Linked DNA regions of Anas platyrhynchos: region 1 is linked to region 2. The links are chromatin contacts, called in public Hi-C maps. All regions are on one chromosome and are shown on one strand. Each heading gives the region's core, a stretch centred on a gene start, on an enhancer-like site or on the middle of the called end of the contact. The rest is flanking DNA. Distances are from core to core; before and after follow the strand shown.

Evidence for each region. A called contact is a pair of places that touch in the nucleus more often than the background predicts.
Region 1: a contact with region 2 is called in a Hi-C map of skeletal muscle, with 1.8 times the contacts expected there. The contact joins two enhancer-like sites. A contact is called at or near these places in 3 of 8 Hi-C or Micro-C datasets (liver, skeletal muscle and subcutaneous adipose tissue).

Annotation. Positions count from the first base shown.
Region 1 is chr1:132,026,509-132,031,579 of IASCAAS_PekinDuck_T2T, forward strand. The region is part of intron 1 of LOC140000002 (a long non-coding RNA gene); the gene reads left to right. Among named protein-coding and RNA genes, the nearest start is that of TBL1X, 10 kb to the left of the region's middle. Within about 2 kb of position 3,608, at least 6 of the 8 cell types and tissues checked have an H3K27ac peak or open chromatin away from gene starts, as enhancers often do.
Region 2 is chr1:131,812,264-131,818,003 of IASCAAS_PekinDuck_T2T, forward strand. It overlaps TBL1X (transducin beta like 1 X-linked), which reads right to left. Exons shown (of 17, transcript XM_072029631.1): 5 at 5,456-5,601; 6 at 2,460-2,709. Among named protein-coding and RNA genes, the nearest start is that of GPR143, 63 kb to the left of the region's middle. Within about 2 kb of position 1,703, at least 2 of the 8 cell types and tissues checked have an H3K27ac peak or open chromatin away from gene starts, as enhancers often do.

The DNA.
Region 1 (5,071 bases), core at 2,358-4,857, 220 kb after region 2:
GCACCTCTGAAATTGCGGTTAGCAACAGAATAATTTCACATTCAATACATCTCTCTTATGGTTTCCTTTACCGTCTATGTCATGAATTCATTTTTTTCTCCATTTCCTAAGAGCAGAAAGCATTCTGAAGGGGAGAGCTCAAAATTAAATGCAAAAAAAAAACCCACCTTCTTATTTCCTGCTCCCCAAATCTAGCTGTGAAAAAAAAAATTTTAATCTATTTTAGTGCAAGAGATCAGTACTGTGATGATGTCAGTAGACACACTCATGATGTTGCATAAGATTAGAGTAATATTAGAATTAGTATATTAGGAAATACTAATTCTAACCTTAGAGAAGATTGATCAGAAAATTCTTACAGACTTGTCGTATGGGGTAGATCTAGGAAAAACGATCAAAAAATCTTTCAAATTTACTTTGAATAAAAACTCAAAAATGTCCTTATTTAAATCTGTGACTGATTCCTACTTGGAATAACATCCAGAGGGACGTTATGACTTTAGTGCTGCAGTGGTTTCTTGGACGAAGGTTGTGAAAATGTGGCCCACATAGTACAAAGAATTAAGGTGAAGGAACAACTGCATCGAGAAATCAATTGTGCCACTACAAAATGCATGTGTATGCATAAAGTCACAGTTTCTTAAGGCTAATGCCTTAAAAGATCAAAGTTGAGCACAAAAGCAAATCAATTGAGAGGTATCAAATATAATAAGCTACCGCTGCTGAAAGTAACAAATCGACTCTGACTTGTGCAACCAGTTCACACCATATGCCTTTCTATTCTAATGTTTCAGTGAGTTGCTTGAGTAAATAAATTAATTGCACCGTCATGAGGAAACACACACGGAATTTGCTTTACCACGAGGCAGAATGTAACTCAGTAGGTGACCCAAACGGATGAGCAACAGAGCTGTGGGGAGCTTCAGCAGCATTCTTGGAAAGCCACCATATTCGAGGCGGCAGCAATTAGACAAGAGCTGGCAAGGGCTGGTGGAGACGCGGCTTTAAATAAAACTTGGTATTTATTAAAATGCTTCGGAGGACGGTTCATGCTCTGTGCTCAATATCCTTCATTGTTCCAGCAGCCCTGGAAAAGGAGTTGCAAGAACTCTGAAAAAGTTCCCATAGCAACAGCTGAGAGGACGACTATCTTTCTTCCAGCCGTGGATGCACAGCAACCACACGCAACGGGGGCAAATCGGCCCTTCCCGAGCGGGTCCACATGGCTCCACAGTTACACACAGAAGGGCAGTATTTTCCCTGCCTCCCAGAAAGAGATGACTGCCTTTTCTGTTAAAATTATTATATTCTTTTTGCTCTGAGTAGGACAAAACCTCTTTTCAACCTCAGGATTGAGAACAATGAAGGAACAGCCCGCACGCACTGGCATCTGGGTCTGTAAATAGGGCCAGCAATGAGGCTTGCTGATGGAGGTACTCGTTTGGGATTTGACCACCTCCTGATGGAAATACCCCCATATCAGCACAGGGTCCACACGTCCCAGAGCCACAGCTCTGCTCCCAACCCTTGGACTGCTCTCCAGGGCCTTGGTGTCTCAAGCTACCCTGGGGGTCCCTACAGCTCTGCTGCTGCTGCCAGCAGCATGTGGCTTCCCCAGCAGGTCCCCAGCAAGCAGGCTTTCTGCTTCATACAGAAACAGGCACCTGGGGGCCGCAGGTAGGCCTGCTCTGACCTTCCCTGCTCAGGATGAACCTACCTGCCCTTTTGTAGTTGCCCTCAGAAACATAATTGGTAGCGGGAACATTTTATCTGTTTTATGCACAAATGTATCAGTACTTTCTAATGGGCTGTTACAACAAAAACTAGAAAAAACAATTCACATATCCGTACTTTGAAAAACTCATTCGGGATATCTGCGTTCTGAAATTCCAGGATCTCCCAGTACTGATAAACAAACTATGCCATTTCTTTTTAAGAACAAGTTTTACAAAAAAAAACAAAACAAAATAAACAAAAAAAAAAACACCCATGAGTTTATGCTATCTGCATGTGCTGCATCTGCACTCAGGCATTAGGGGGGTCCACACAGTTAAAATGTAATGAAATCCTTTCTACTGCATGTTCACTATTAGCTGAAAGATCCTTGGTTTCATCAGCATTTTAATTATCTAAGCACAGTTTCTGCTTACTTGACTCTGTTTTTGCAGCAATTCCCTCACCCAGTGCTTCCAACCAGCCCCGTACATCACAAGGACCTTTTTCTTGGTGTCAGCAGTCCTTCACAACCGTGCTCGCAGTGCCAGCACGAACTCCTCTCACTGCCAACGCAGGAAATTTTTAGTGCCACTATGCCCCCATCACATTCAGCGTGAAGGACTGGTTGCCTCCCAGCATATTCCGACTCCAGGGTTTAACTGTGTCTTTTGCACACAAAGGTGGATGGTTTGAAGGTGTTATTTATTTATTTATTTATTTATTTTTATACGCTAACCAGTACAACTGGTAGATCAGGCCCTGACCCAAACAAACGAGATGGTGAAGCAATGCTCAGCTCAGCTGGTTTCCCTTTCACTAGCACTCCCCCTGTTGTTCCGACTGGCACGGTGGTGGCATGGCCCTGACGTGGAAAGCCTGCACAAAGGGGGATGGTTGGATGGATGGGTGGATGGTTGGATGGATGGATGGATGGATGGATGGATGGATGGATGGATGGATGGATGGATGGCCGGCCACTGGAAAGGGCAGGCGATGCCAAGCGGCTTTCTTAAAGCTGCTGTGGAAATGTTTGGGTCCTCTCCCAGGATTTCTCACCAAAAAGGGAAAAAGAACAAAGATTTGGGTGAAACACGTGAAGAATTATGTTTTCTGCCTGCAGGGACTGAAGTTTGCTAAAAAATGCCCATTGTTTTAAAACCCAAAAACATTCACAAATATGAAATGTGAAAGCATTCATTAAGAAAAAATAAATCTGATGAATTTTCAGCCATGTGAGCACGTTTATTCTAAAGGACTCCTTCTTTTATGAAGATTGCCAGGTTACAGTGCAGAAATGTGAGCAGTGCAGGGCCAAGAGCACGCTCTCGTAGACGCCTTTCAGGGAGAGCTGTAGTGCCCATGCCTACCAGGCAGCTACTCATTCCCAAACACCATTTTATACACAGGGAGGAGGCATCAGCTCTCGGGTACCCTTGCGTAAATCAGCACTAACTTCATCACCAGATGGGAGTCGCAGGGGTGGATTTTGTGTTAAAAAAAAAAAAAAAAAAAAAAGAGAGAGAGAGCCAGGAGCCAGGCCCATACTGTTGATCTGGTTGGTTTGGGATGTCAACGTTATGGGTTAGAAATGACTGAATGATGACAACTGATGGATTTCAGGGGAGCTCAGTGGGGCTGCACAGGGCTTTTCTGCGCCCTGCAGTAACACTGCTGAGGGGACCCAAGCATGGTCGCCCCCTCCCCAAAATGCCTGAGGCTGCCCCCGTTGCAGAGTGAGGCTGAGCATTTGGATGTTTTCCCTTGACCCCCCAACCCGCTCCCCCAGCCCAGCCGCGGCCGGGGGCGGGGTGGGGGCTGGGGACACCGGGGACACAAAATGGAGGCGGCGCCGGGGCCGTGCGGGCAGTGCCCGCCTCTTACAGGGTTGTCGGTACCCGCCGCTGACCCCGCCGCGCAGAGCGGCTGCGCTGCCCCTCCCCCGCCCCGCCGGGGGGATGGGAAGGGGGAGGGCGGGGGGGGGGAGGAGAGGGGGAGGGGGCACGTGACCCCGCGGGGCCGCGCGGGGAGGGGGAGGGGAGGGAGGGGAAGGGCGGAGGGGAAGGGAGGGGGAGGGGAGGGAGGAGGGGCGGCCGCCGCGCCGCTCGGGGGGAGGGGGAGGGGAGGGGAGCGGCAAGGCGGGGGGGAGGGGCACGGGGTGGTTGGTGGCCGGCCGTGGGGATGTGGCGATTCCCTGTGGGGCTGCTCGGCGATAGCAGTAATAATAATAATAATAAAGATAATGGTAATAATAATAATAAAACATCAAAAAACGTGAACAACAACAATAAAAACACCTCAAAAAAAAAAAGCCATCTGGGGAAGGGAGGGTGTGTGCTGCGCTGCCCAGTGAGGTGCCCGCCATGTTGTGTGCCCTCCACGCTGTGTGCCCGCCATGCTGTGTGCCCGCCATGCCGTGTGCCCTGCTGTGTGCCACGGCTCCCCTCAGTCTGCCCGTGCCCTGCCCTGGCACACAGGAGGCCCACACCGTGCCACCACCGAGCGGGGGCTGAGGCCAGGGGGCTGTGGGTGGCCAAACCCCTCCCCGAGCCCCGTGCCACCCTGCTGGGTACTGAGGTCTCCACATGGCGCCTTGTGCCCGTGTCAGTGCCGGTCAGCCCCAGGGCAGGAGTAGCAGGGCCAGGCTGGTACAGGAGTTGTCTCTTGCCCACGTAGTCGCTGCAGGCCGGGCCAGGCCCGAGCCCAGCATCCCCTGTTAGGTTTGAGATGATTCTCTCTGACGGGCGGTCAGCGCACAGTCAGTGCACAGCATCGGCATGGTCAATCCTATGTACTGGTGTCCAAAACCAAGCCAGAAGCAACGTGTGTTTCTACGCCTGGATGTGGCAGCTCTTCCTGCATCCCAATAATCGACCTCAAAACACAGTCCCAAGAGCACAGTTTGAGGCCAAGAGCGCTATACATTCAATAGGTTACATTTGTGTTCTGCTTAAGTGCTGGAGTATTTGCCTCCGTGTTTTCGAGAGGCATAGGAGATGGGGAAAAGGGAAGATTTTTCTAGAAGTCGGGATTTGAGGTGCAGGAAGCAACACATGAACACCCTTCGATTTCAGATGGCAGTGGTGTGTAGGTACTGCAGCATGTGGTGTGCTGACCACAGGGGAAATCCCCGAGGGGACAGCCCCACCTGGAATATTTGGGGATCTTCGGTAATGGGTTATTTTGGGATCTTCGGATCCCAAAAAATATTTTGGGATCTTTGGACTTGACTCCTGGGTGTCCTTCCATGAAGTGATATGGCTGCAGTTCCCTCTTGGCTTCAGAAACAAAACAAAACAAAACAAAACAAAACGACAAAACAAACAAACAAACAAAAAAAAACAAAAACAAAAAAACA
Region 2 (5,740 bases), core at 453-2,952:
CATCCCAAACTGAACAGACTTTCTAGACACAGTGATAAGGCAGACGGTAAGGCTGGATATACAGTTTGCCACGTGTAAACAATAAAATGGACGGGCATTGCCTTTTTGTTAAATCATAACATATTTTTTTTTAACTTTACCATAAAGGAAGGAAATGTAAGCATAAGATCACTAACCAGACCTATGCAATAAACAGATCTATGCCAGCTAGATCTGCTATCTGCTAGTCCTTATTTCTAGTGGTTTCTGATCATTACTGAGGAAGATCTCTTGCAGTTTGCACAGGTCTGCTCAAAGGTGAGAATGTTAGTTGTGCAGCTCTGTACGCATCTCACATGCATAATTCTCAGCCTGCAGCTGTGCTACACGACCTTGCCGACATCCTCTGAGTGACTCAGACAGAGAGGTTACGGTCCTCCCAAGGCAAGGGAGACACAGATCAGAGAGTCAGCTGTCCCTGGATTTCTCAGCAGTTTCTCTCCAAAGCCTCCTTCTCCATAAACTGCAGACCTCACCTCTTTGCCCACGATGACCAGGTGGCACAACAGCAGCTGCCAACAAGACGTGCCACCTGGCCAGCTACTCCTCAAGAGCCTTTTGTCTTCCCACTGCCACTGCTCTGTTAACTTGTCTGCCTGGCAGGCTCCATAGCCACATCAGTGCTTTGAAATTTGCAGTCGGGTAGCCTGTCTCATTGTTTGACATAGATACTGCCTCTGTGAAACTGCTGGACAACACCCATGTCCTGCTCTTGCATCCTGCTCCAGACAGAGCTCTTAGATGATACAAAGTCATATGGGACTTTTCCTCCTCGGTACTCCAAGAAAGGTCTGCAAATGTGTGTGAAACTCCTATTAAAAACCACTGTGAGAATGATTATTTCTAATAATAACATGGCAGATCTGAGAGACTGAGGTTTACAGCGCGGTCACACATCTGAACTGATCTGCAAGGCTCTCCTTTTTTTAACACAATACCATGTGTGCTTCTTCAGATCAGAGGAAGTAAGTCTGAGAGGTTCTGCATTTGTGATGATCTGATAATTGGTTTTCTGCCTTCAGAATTTGTTTTCTGTCCTAAGACAGAAGAAGGCAGAAAATTTTTTACCAGTGGGCTGAAGGAAAGGGTCAACAAAAACAAATTTCAGCACTTGATACATTTAAAAGTACTTTCATTTCTGTTTGTACCCCTTTGTATATGAAGTAAGTTCAGTTTCAAAACAAAGGATCAGCTTCAAGTAAAACGTTAACATTTCACGGTCTAAAAACAGGTGGCATTTTGGAATTTTTCAGAACTTAAAAAAATGCTTTCTCAAAAGCAAATGTAATTTAAATCCTTTCAGTGTTATTGAGGAAAACCATCCTGTCTAACTGGAATTCTCTGAAGAAAAACCTGGTTTGAAAGCATTTTTCTCACTGACCCATAGAGGAACCTATTCAGGTCGAAGAGAAGACAGAGACTGATAAAGGCATCTACACTGCAGAACAAAGAAAATCTGTTACGTGACAGCAGTCTTGACCTGTTATTTGTCTAAGCCAAAGAGCTCTTGGGGTTTCCTACAAAACCTGCCAGGCACGTTCCTCTAGCATTTTTTCTGAAGGAAATCATGCATGGAGGTTTCATTTCAGATGTTACCCAGTGCCCTAATATGGCTTGCACACAGAAACCAGAACCATGAATCACATCTGCTCCGCAATGTTAGCACAGCCATCGAGATTTAGCTACACCCACAGCTACGTGCACTCCTTGTTTTATATGCCGAATGTTAGATGTCTAGGACATGAGCTCAGTCTGTCACCAGTAAAACAAAGGTGAATTCAGAGCTTGTGAGGACTGACTGTTCCCATAGACTAAGGAAGCCCAGGGAAGGTAGAACCTTCACTTAGATTCCTGCAGTAGACTGGATGACTAAGCATGTGCTGTGAAATAAAAAGGCAAGGAAGTCTCTCCTCTGTGCCTTAAAAGCAAGTTGACTGCTTCCAAACTGTCTGCTGTGAGTGGTCCTTGGCTCATACAAGCCTCTACCCTGTTTTTGGCCATGCTGTATAAGAAAGGATAGGCCAATCTGTGCCAAAGACCATGACAGCAAGGCTATGGATCATCACAGGGTAGTTAGTGCTCAAGGCTATGCTTTGGCCTTGCTTTATTTACACAAATATGGCTTGTAGGTCCCAGCCTCTCAACCCACCTCTCTCTAGCTCTACTCCATTTGATGACACTGGATTCAACTTGCACTTCTGAAGGTATCTGAGGATTTTGGATTCTGAGAGCACACCAGCAAAACACAGCATTGTGACAGGAAATGTGAGGTTTACTCAGAAGCTTTTCCAGAAATACCCCATCCTCCTGAAGTAATTCCCCTGAGTTCCAGCACCTTACAGACCCCAACTGAGTACAAGACGGTTATTCAAAATCAAATCTACCCCAGCAGAGGAAAGCAGCTGCAGGGGTTGGCTTACTTATTGCATGTGCCCCATTCTCCTCTCCATTCACAGTGGCTTCTCCGTTCTTTGGTGTGTTCTGCTGGGAAACAGCAGTCGTCGTTGCTCCCGCTGTTGCTGCCGTTGCTGCCGCTGCTGCCGCTGCACTGGCTTGTTGCTGAGCTAGTTTCTCTCTGAATGCTTGCTGCCGGGTCTGTACAACATCAGGCATCACCGCGTCTATCAGAGACAGTGATTCTATTGGCCTGCCGTCAAATACTGTACCATCCTGCGGGGAAAACGAGCCAAAGTCAAATTGCAGGTTTAGGATCCCCACCACTGAGGTTGGCAAAGAGGCAATGTTATAAAGGAGCAAAACTAGGCTGGGAGAAGACACTGCGGTTCGACCTAACCAACTGCGCCACACCACTACAGAGCAGCCCTCTCTCAATGCACCATGGTGGTACTCAGAGATCTGCTCTGTGAAGGGATAAGTTATTGGAACTGTACAGAAAGAGTCAGGCATCTGAACTCTTTACAGAAGCAAAAATATTATGCTATGAAAATAAATTGTCTCAGTGACAGAAGGTGTCTCTTTCTTTAGTATTTTGACAAAACCAGCAATGGCTAAAGCCATTACAAAGCCAGACAGAGACAGACCTTGGTTCATGGTTTGTCCTCCTGCACTAGCAGGGACATATGACTGGAAGCAGTAGACGAATAACAAGTCTCAGGCAAAACAAGTGTATGTGCAAATTCACTGGTTTCTTATATCACATTCACCAGCCCAGTACCACCAGTTGTAGCTGACTGTACAGGACTTATTTACCATCGTTTTTCTTGGTTTTCCCCAGTTCCATTAACAGTAGTTACAACTCTCATTTTCATTTCTGTAAATTAGGCTTCAGGTTTAACAACCAACTGAGTTAACCTTTAAGGGTTAAAGATGTAATGCAGGCTTGGGTTAACAACTACTATATCTACTTAGATTTCCTTCGCTTTCACTTTCCTGTCACCATAATTATGGGAAAAATGTTTTAGAAGGCTCTATACTGCGGCATTTTACTGACCTTCTGCAAACTCCATCTAATTGAAATAAACAAGACTCAGCAGTGAAAGATTTGGGTTTTAGGAACAGCACATAAGGTTTGGATATGGACAGATGAGGCAGCTGGGAAACAAAATCATTTTCAAGAGATACCAATAACTAATAAGGAAAAATAACAGTTTGGCTTAGTAGTCTGCTTCTGTTGGACTACTCATTGAATTATCCCTTACAATTACATTGTTAAAATAACACATATTTGTTTCCTTATGGGGAGGAAAAAAGAGGAAAGAGTCATTAGAGAAGACAAATGTAAGTTCTCTTTCTCCTCAACATTTTTTATGCAAATGTCTCTATAGCCATTTATTTGAATCCTGGCTCAAGTCCTTGCTACACTATGAGGAAAAAAATGTTTGCCAATGAATTTTGGCATCTTACATTTTTAACTGTAAAATTGCTCACTGGAGTATTTCCATAACTGTCCTTTCACAAATCACAAACAATACTTTAATTTTGTACACATAATTTATAAACTCACTGATTACTCGCCACTCTTAAGGAATATACACATAGAAGTAGATTTGTAGCCTTAATTGGCATGCAGATTGTAGAAAGAACGGCTTTTGTTTTGCTGTACGGTACTTACAACCATGAATTTGAACAGAATCAAACCCCTACGAAAGCAAAATAAATATAAGTGTGACAACAAATGCATTTTTAGATCTCTCAATGGAGGCCAGTTCTGAAGCTGAATTCACAGGAGTAGGGCCTTATACCTTTTGTACAACCTGAACTAATAGGTGATTTTCCTGGTGAGCCTCTAACTGTGTAGCTCTAATATCAGGCACAGGGCAAAATGTTAAGTAGTAGCAAATTGAGACAGATTCCTCACACTGCTTTGTTATTACAACTGCATCAAAGTGCAGCTTGGCATGAATGTCAAGTGTCACTGCCCCAATTAAAAACAATACATACACAACTCTTAAACATGGTATCGAGTCATAAAGAGAAAACAATATAGAATGTTAGTGATAAAAACAAACGAGTTTCCAAACCACACATTATAAACACAGCCTTTTCGCTATTTTATATTCCTTTGTTCTCACCCGTGTCGTTCATTCTACATTCACCTATAGAGGAAAAAACAATAGCTTTCCACGTATTTTTATGTATTAATATTTATTACAGATATCTGACAAATACAAATACCTGTGGTAAATATTTCCTAAGGCAGCACTTGCTTATCTGTCATGCTCCCCTTCCTCTTGAAGCATTGTGCCTTTAAGGTTGTCAGGGCAAAAATCCTGGCTTCTCCTACATGCTCCCTTTGCTTCCCCTTGCAGTTCAGTGGGAACAGGGACACTTTGTGGCTGCTCACACAATGCATACAACCAACGACCCAGGCAGGGTTAGAATTTGCACACAATTGTTTTGGCATGTCCATTGTGGGATGCTGCCTGGTCTTTGTATGATCTGAGCCAAAGTCACTGAAATCAGAAAGGTCCAGTGACTTCAGTGGATTTTTAGTCAGGCTCCTCACGGCATGCAAGCAGCACTGTCTTCTAATAGCTGTCAGGGACTGAAGTTTTAAGCGGTATTGCACATTTTTCCTGTCAAATTCTGCTGTCACCTTGAAAACAGAAGGCTGTAAATGCAGACACATTTTCCTGTTTGCTGCAGGAATCTGCGCACCCCTGGCTTGCTGACTGAGGTAGCTGAAACACCACAAAACCCATTTAAGCAACGCAACGGGGGCCTCAGTGCCACAGCGGAAAACTGTGCAACGTGTCTCAGAGTCTGCAGGTGGTAGGGCAGAACAGGGTTGAGGTACAAAAGGGCACCAAATGGACAGAAACTGAGGATGGGTGGCTGGTGCATCTGGCTGTCGAGGGGCATCGCTGGGCGAGCTCCAGTGTGCCGGTCGGCCATCTCAGTGGTCCCCATGGGTGTGTGGGGCTGTGGTGGCAGTGGGGGTAGTACTTATACTTACTTCGTTGATGCTGATCTCAGCCTCCACATACTGGAGCCCTTTCTGGAGGATGGAGATGAGTGCAGCAGGTGGCACTAGTGTTCCGTTGATGTTGGACTGACTGATGTGGCTCTCGATACCGAACGTGAAGGCCGAGTGGGAGAAACCTGAGAGCAGGAAAAGGAAGCCATGACATGAAATCTGAACGCACCAGCCAGATACACCTTCACGGTCTAAAAATAATCCTGCCTCAAGATCAGAAAGACGCTGCAGCATAAATGGGGGAAGGCGGGCGGGCTGCAGGCG